2 separate regions of the Capra hircus genome follow, and region 2 is linked to region 1. The links are chromatin contacts, called in public Hi-C maps. All regions are on one chromosome and are shown on one strand. Each heading gives the region's core, a stretch centred on a gene start, on an enhancer-like site or on the middle of the called end of the contact. The rest is flanking DNA. Distances are from core to core; before and after follow the strand shown.

Evidence for each region. Hi-C and Micro-C count contacts between places; a contact is called where the count stands out from the background.
Region 2: a contact with region 1 is called in a Hi-C map of blood, with 6 times the contacts expected there. The contact joins the promoter of RIPK4 here to the enhancer-like site in region 1. A contact is called at or near these places in 2 of 5 Hi-C or Micro-C datasets (blood and liver).

Annotation. Positions count from the first base shown.
Region 1 is chr1:141,468,959-141,472,454 of ARS1.2, reverse strand. No RefSeq gene overlaps it. Among named protein-coding and RNA genes, the nearest start is that of TMPRSS2, 140 kb to the right of the region's middle. Within about 2 kb of position 1,949, at least 1 of the 5 cell types and tissues checked has an H3K27ac peak or open chromatin away from gene starts, as enhancers often do.
Region 2 is chr1:141,617,413-141,620,908 of ARS1.2, reverse strand. RIPK4 (receptor-interacting serine/threonine-protein kinase 4) reads left to right here and starts at 1,796. Exons shown (of 8, transcript XM_018051638.1): 1 at 1,796-2,022. The coding sequence starts at 1,841.

The DNA of each region.
Region 1 (3,496 bases), core at 700-3,199:
GGTGGGCACGAGTTGCAGAATAGCATTATTTTGTCTGGACAGGGCTTCCCCTTGTACAGGAGTAGCAGCAGGTGGGGTGATAAGGGGGTCTGGGCCGAGCTGCTCAGTGATCACAGTCAGGACTACAGTCAGGGCCAGGTGGGGTGGAGTGGAGCAGTGGGGAACAGCCCAGGGTCAGATGAGAAAGGCCTGGTCAGGAGGGGCTGTGGGACCCGACTCCAGTCTGAACTCATCTCAGTTTGGTTATACCTGGCCTTCCCTGGTGGCTCAGAGGTAATGAATCTGCCTGTAATGCAGGAGACATGGGGACACGCGGGTTCGATCCCTGGGTCAGGAAGATCCCCTGGAGGAGGGAGGAGGGGATAGCAACCCACTCCAGTATTCTTGCCTAGAGAAGCAGAGAGGCAAAGACTGGTGGGCTACAGTCCATGGGATCGCAGAGTTGGACACGACTGAAGGGACTGAGCGTGCATGCAAAAACATTTCCAAATGTGCACCCAGGTGCTAGGGAGGGACATGGCTTTTGGGGGTACACAATTAGGGAGAAACCCGCACACAGTGAGGCGAGCACAGCATCAGGACACCTTGTTTCGTGTGCAAAAACAAGAGAGGTTCCCCAGGGAATGGGGAGTGAGGAGAGCCCAGCCCCCCCCTCCAGGGAAGAGTTGTGAAACCTCAAGAATGCAGCGCCTCAAACTTCCTTAACTTGAGACAGTGAGAAATCCCGAATCAAAAGCATCCGAAGAACAATGCCTGGAGCTAGTGGTGTCTTCTCCGGTGTCTTGGTATCTCATATCAGGCCTGAGCACGAGGACGACCTCAGCCACTTTTAACTCCTGCCGGTGCTGTGTGTGCCTGAGACTTCCAGTGTCCCTGGGCTCTTAGCTGAAGCGCCGGGGCCACAGTGCCCAGGTCAGCCAAAAGCCCGGGGGACCTCTTCGGGAGCTGGCCTCACCCATGGCACGGCGGCCTTGATGCAGCGCCTGCTCAGGGCCTGGCCTGAGGGCCTCTGCTCTCCTGTCCTGGGGGAAAGCCTGGGCCTGACCACAGCCTGGCTCCCCACCAGGGAAAGACATCAGGACCTTGTGGTTAGAGTCCTTGCTCGGGACTGGGTAGAGGGGTGGTGGCGGAGGGGTAGGGGGTGGCGAGGGAGCAAGAGGAGAGGATTGGGAAATGGAGGCAACAGGCAACCTCCAGTGTCAGCTCAGATTCCAGCCTGACTCTGCCTCTGCAGCCTCAAGAATTTGGGGAGGGTCCTCAGCCCTGTGTTGGCTCAGTTGCTTCATCTGCAAAGTGGGCCCATAGGAACAACTCCACAGGGCTATGAGGGTTAAACGATACAGCGTGCCCGCCCAGAGCCTGGCTCTCAACTAATGATGCTGTGGCTTTTATTATTCTTGGCCTCGTTCTACTCATTTGCATATTGAATGGAAGACCCTGGATCCCTTCCAGGGGCCTGTGGCTACTTGCTCCCCTCCCTGGGGCAAGTGCCTGCTCCACCAGCAGGCTGGGCTTGTCTCCTCGTGAGAAATTAAACAGAGGCATCGTGAACATTTTAAGAGCATATCTGAGCAAAAGTCAGTGGGAATGAGGTGGTGCCACACGGGCTGTGGAGGTGGAAACTTACACTCGGGGAAGCAGGCCTTCGTGGCTGTTAGGAGTGGTTGTCATGAGGGTTTGATTTCAGAACCATGAGGTATTTGCAGGCTTGGATTTTGGTTTGTTTACACAGCTGTCACCGCCTTAGAGCCGTATCCGTCGAATGGCCTCCTTGTTGAATTCATTTAATATCTGCTATGGAGGACACCCCAGTCTCCAGGACAGCCCTGGCCCTTCTTCTCTGTGAGGAGCACCTGGTTCCTCTAGGATGACTGCCCAGCCCAGGCTGGCCTCACGGGCTGTGACCCGGGCAGTAGCTCAAGGTCCCCTGTGCCTCCCTTGCCCAGCACGGCAACCTCTGCACACAGCGCCTTCTTCACTTCCTTCAGTAGAGGTATTCACGTGCCCAGGAAAGGTCCCTGGCCTCTGTCCTAGGAAGGACACAGCGACACTCTAACCAGGACCTCTCTGTCCCCTCAGGCCCCTGGGGCTCATCCTGGGTGTGGGGAGGTGGGCAAGAGGAGGGTGTCTTGGCTACCCAGGGGGCAGGGTGGCTGGAGACTTATGCGGACCTGCCCTGCCCCGAGCAGGTGCATCTCTATGATGCATATGGAGGGGATGGCTTCTCATTGTCCTCCACCGGACTGGCATGCTATCGGGAGTCAGACGGCTGTCTGCAAGGGCTCTGTCTCCTGACCTCACCCCGCCTCCCTCAACCTTGCCTGTTGGTCTTGCTTTGCTCGGCTGCCTCTGCCAGATGCCCATCTCTGGGAGTGTGTGTGTGTGTGTGTGTGTGTGTGTGTGTGTGTGTGTGTGTGTGTGTGTGTGGTAGGTGCAGGCACTCTGCAGCAAGGCTTATCTGAGGGTCCAGGTGGTTCTAGCTCATTGTGTGTCCATCAGGAACCAGGTGGGCAGTGTGGGCTTCCCGGGGCTGCTGCACCAATGTACCACAACCTGGGGGCTTAAACAGCAGACCCCTGTGCCCTCAGTCTGGCAGCTGGAAGTTGAACCCAAGGTGTCCTCGGGGCCCTGCTTTCTTGGGGTTCCCAGGGAGAAGCTTCCCTGTCTCTCCCAGACTCTGGTAGCTGCTGGCAGCCCTTGCTTGTGGCTGCATGACTGCAGTCTCTGCCTCTGTCTTCACACAGCCTCTTCCTCCAGGCTCTGTGTGTCTCCAGCTTTGCCTAGGGACACCTGTCACCACTCAGGGCCCACCCTAAAGCAGCCTGATCTCATCTGAACTTGACTATGTCTGCAAAGACCATCACTTCCAAATCAGATCACTTTCTTCGGTACTGGGGGTAGGACTCAAGTGTATCTTTGGGGGACACAATTCACCCTGTCAGGACCTGTGATGGAAGGGTTCTGCTCCTCTTTAATCACAGCAACTGTTCCCATCTCTTTGCTGCTCCCTCCCCTCCCCATATCACTCCAACCACCAACCCTTCCCCTCCCCGTTTACACCACCTTCAGGGCTGTCCTCGGCGACTTTGCTCCCATCCCAAGCTCACCTCGTCCCTGTCTCCACTGTCTCCCTCCTCTCAGAGGGAGGAGGGTCCCACCTTTCTCCCACACGGCTCAGCCAGCTTCACCTCCACATTCCGGACCTTGGTCCGCCCACCTGCTTCTGGATTCTTCCTCTTTCCCATCTCTCCACCTTTCTGTGGAAGCCTAGAAGGAGAGGCGGCTGCAGCTACTCCCAAGGACGGTGCCTCCGGCAGCGTTTTAACCTGGATCGTCAATGCTGCATCTGCTTTGCTTTGCTGGCTCCTTAAAGGGGGTCGCAGAGTGGGCTGGGCACAGTGATCACCCCACCAGGGCGGCTCTTGCCTTCACACCGAAGGCAAGCTGGCCGTGCACCCTGGGGGCCCACCCACTGCTCCATCCCTTCTGTCTGTCC
Region 2 (3,496 bases), core at 547-3,046, 150 kb before region 1:
GTTTCCCTTTTACAGATGAAAACCCTGACCCTCAGAGAGGGATGAGCGGCAGACATGAGGACCCCAGTATAGCTAGCTGGAGGAGCAGCCGGGCCAGTCCAGCCAGCCCTGGCCTGAATCTTTGGCTCCATCTACTTGCAGCTGGGTGCTTGCTCTGCAGGGCCCTGTGGGCTCTGGATCCCCAGTTCAGGAGGCCAACACTGAGCCTGCGGCAGACACTCCATAAATATTTGTCAAGTGAAGCAAGCGGGTGATTAAAGAAATGAAATTGGTGTGTTTTATTACTAGACTGGTGTGGACTGTTAGTCACCAAGCCTGCTGAACTTCCTGTAGCTGAGACTCCAGAGTTGATAGGAAGTTGAGAGAAAGGTGGCAGAAGGAGCCCAAGAGACTCATTTTCTACTCAATTTTGTTTTTTTTCCCCCTCAAAACAATGACCATGTTATACGTTTCAACTTGTCTTTATATATCTTAAATCCCAATTATTTTTAAAATGTTAGTTACATTTGCCATGAGCAAGCTTGAGATAACTATTTGCCATGCTAGTCTCAGGGAGATCAGTGTTGATTTCAAGATTATATGGAAAAGGATACAGCCTCCTGGTCTTCCCAAGAGGCCCCAGAACCAGCACTGCCCTGTTTCAGTGTGTGAGTACTCGCCAAAGAGAAGATGAAATGGGGATCAGGTACTGGCTGTGAACTAAGATTATGTGCCTGTGGGCAGGTAAGGTCTGTGAGAGCTAAGGCTTCCATATGTTGCCCAAAATCAACCTCTCCTTTTTGGTGACTAACACAGAAATACAGTTGATGTCATTAAAATGCTCCTTCTCATCTATCCCATCCTACCCCCATTATTCATCTCTTTGGCCAAAAAATAAATTTCTCACCACTCAGCCATACACTCGATGAGTGGTATTTTAAGCATGAAGTTCGCAATCACGCTTCTTGACCTCTGATCCAGATATCTTTCCAAGAGCAGGGAGCATTCAGGACGGGAATTTTTTTTTTCTCTCCCAAAGGTGGAAAAGCATCTTTTCAAATGGTCGCCTAATAAAGATGCTGCTCTCTAGGAAAAGATGGGAACCTCTGCTGTCTTAGGAGTGCACTTTAGATTTTCTGCTGGGGTAACTGAAAAACAAAACAAGGTACTTTCAAAGTGGAAGCTTCAGTGTGAAAAAGCGAGACATGAATCTCCAGAGAATTATGCTGAGTGCAAGAAGCCAATTCCAAAAGCTCCCACGCTGTGATTCCTGTGTGGGAACATAAGGTAGTTTGAGATAACAGGATTTTAGAAATAGAAGAAACTTAGTGGTGAATGGGGCTTGGGAGTTCGGTTATAAAAGGGCCACAGAAGGGGTTCTTGCGTGATGTAATGTCCCAAATGTTGACTGTCCTGGTGGATACACGAATCTACACAAGTGGTAACATAGTATAGGACTTCTTACTAACAAAGAATATAGGAGAAATCTGAATAAGATGGGCTGATTGTATCAAAGTCAATATCTCCTTTTTTCTATTTTTGCAAAATTTTGTAAAGTGATAGCACTTTGGCAGAGTGAATTATTTTTTACAACTGCGTATGGCTCTACGATGATCTAAACACACACACACACACACGCACACTCGCAGGCCCGCAGCACACACGCGGGCGCCGCCAGGTCCTTCTTACGCTGGGCGCCCTGCGACCTCACCTGTCCGGTGGGTCGTTCTGCCCAACCTGGTGCTCGGGGGGCGGGGCCGGAGGGGGGCGGGGCCGATGGCGGACGTGATGTCAGCGGGCGGGGCGCGCACCTGGCACCTGGGCGGCCGCGGCGGCGCGGGGCGGCGGCTAGACGCGCGCGATGGAGGGCGAGAGCAGGGGCCCGTGGGCCCTGGGGCTGCTGCGCACCTTCGACGCGGGCGAGTTCGCGGGCTGGGAGAAGGTCGGCTCGGGCGGCTTCGGGCAGGTGTACAAGGTGCGCCACGTCCACTGGAAGACGTGGCTCGCCATAAAGTGCTCGCCGAGTCTGCACGTCGACGACAGGTCAGCGGCCCGGGCGGGGGCGGCTGCGCTGGGCAGGCGGTGGGGAGCCTGGGTTCCGGGCGTTCCCGTTCTCTCCACCCGAATGGCCTCCGGAGCAGCATCGGCAGGAAAACCCAGCGCCGGGAGAGGCCGTGAGCCCCCGGCGGGGTCGGCGCCGCTGGCCGGGTGGGAGGGACGCGAGAGGCGGCTTGGCGAGCTCTGGGTCTATTTGCTCCCGCCGGGGTCCCGGGATGCGGCTCCTACGGGAGAACCTCGGGGAGCTGCGTTCGCCTAAGGAGCTGTTAAGTGCTTTGTATTATTACCCGGCTTCCGGTGAGCCCCGGATTTTCAAGGTACCGGGCTCGCCTTGCTTTCGACCCTCGGTGGCCTGTCCGGTCCGCCCAGGTCCCACCCTGGCGCTGCGGTTTGCGCCCGGCTTAGAAAAATTGCCGTGTGGGGATCTGAGCTTTGTGAGTGAGTTAGACTCCGTTCGACTTACTTAGTAATTTACTTTGGAGCACAAATTGGTGTAAGACTGTAATTATTTCGGTCGGAAGCCCTGGACTTGGCTTGGCCAGGCTTCCTCGGCGCCCTAGCACTTGAGAGTCGCTGCCTGGCTTGGGCTTGGCGGTGGGTCCGGCAGGTGACCCGGGAGCCTTGTTACAACACTCGGTGCCTTCTGGTCGCACACTGTCTTTTAGGCTGATTTCATTTCCAGACAAGGCCTCTGGGGAGCGGCCTTGCACTTACCCACTTTGTGGCATGGCCACGGCGCCCTCCTAGACCCCGGTTTCCCCATCCAAAGCCGGGAGGATATCTGCTTGTCCCTTGGTAACAGGGGCGCTCAAATAAAGACAGTTGAAAAGGACCAGAGCTGCCCCAGTTAAATTCAGCCGGTGGATTATGGTCTGTGTGTAATTTTAGGGGAGAGGGAGGTGGGAGGAGAGTCTTGAGAAGCAGCTCTTTTTGGCTGGGTGTTGTTTACTCTTTATGGTTGCATTTTAATAATTTATAAGCTTTAATTGAGTGCATCTAAATTACTTAGCCTTTGGTGAAGTTTGCATTCAACTTGGAAGTTGTGTGGCATTTGTGTTTCGTATGGAGCCATGCCACACAATGCTTGTTGCAAAGTTGGGGCTCTTTGCAACCCTATGGGCTATAGTCCACCAGACTCCTCTGTCCATGGAACTTCCCAGGTAAGAATACTGGAATGAAAAAAAAAAAAAAGAATACTGGAATGGGGTGTCATTTCCTACCCCAGGGGATCTTCCCCACTCAGGGCTCGAACCCAGTGTTTCTTGGGTCTCCTGCATTGACAGGCGGGTTCTTGGAGAGCTGTCGCTATAGTCAGCCCCGAACAGACACAGACTAGAAAGGTGACTCCTTTGCTATCTCAGAGACCTGGTTTCTAATCCTCGGCTTATTGAGTGATGGGGTCTACAAACTCCAGCTCCTCTCCCCCTCCACCCGTCACCCCCCCCGCCAGTGGTGGCAA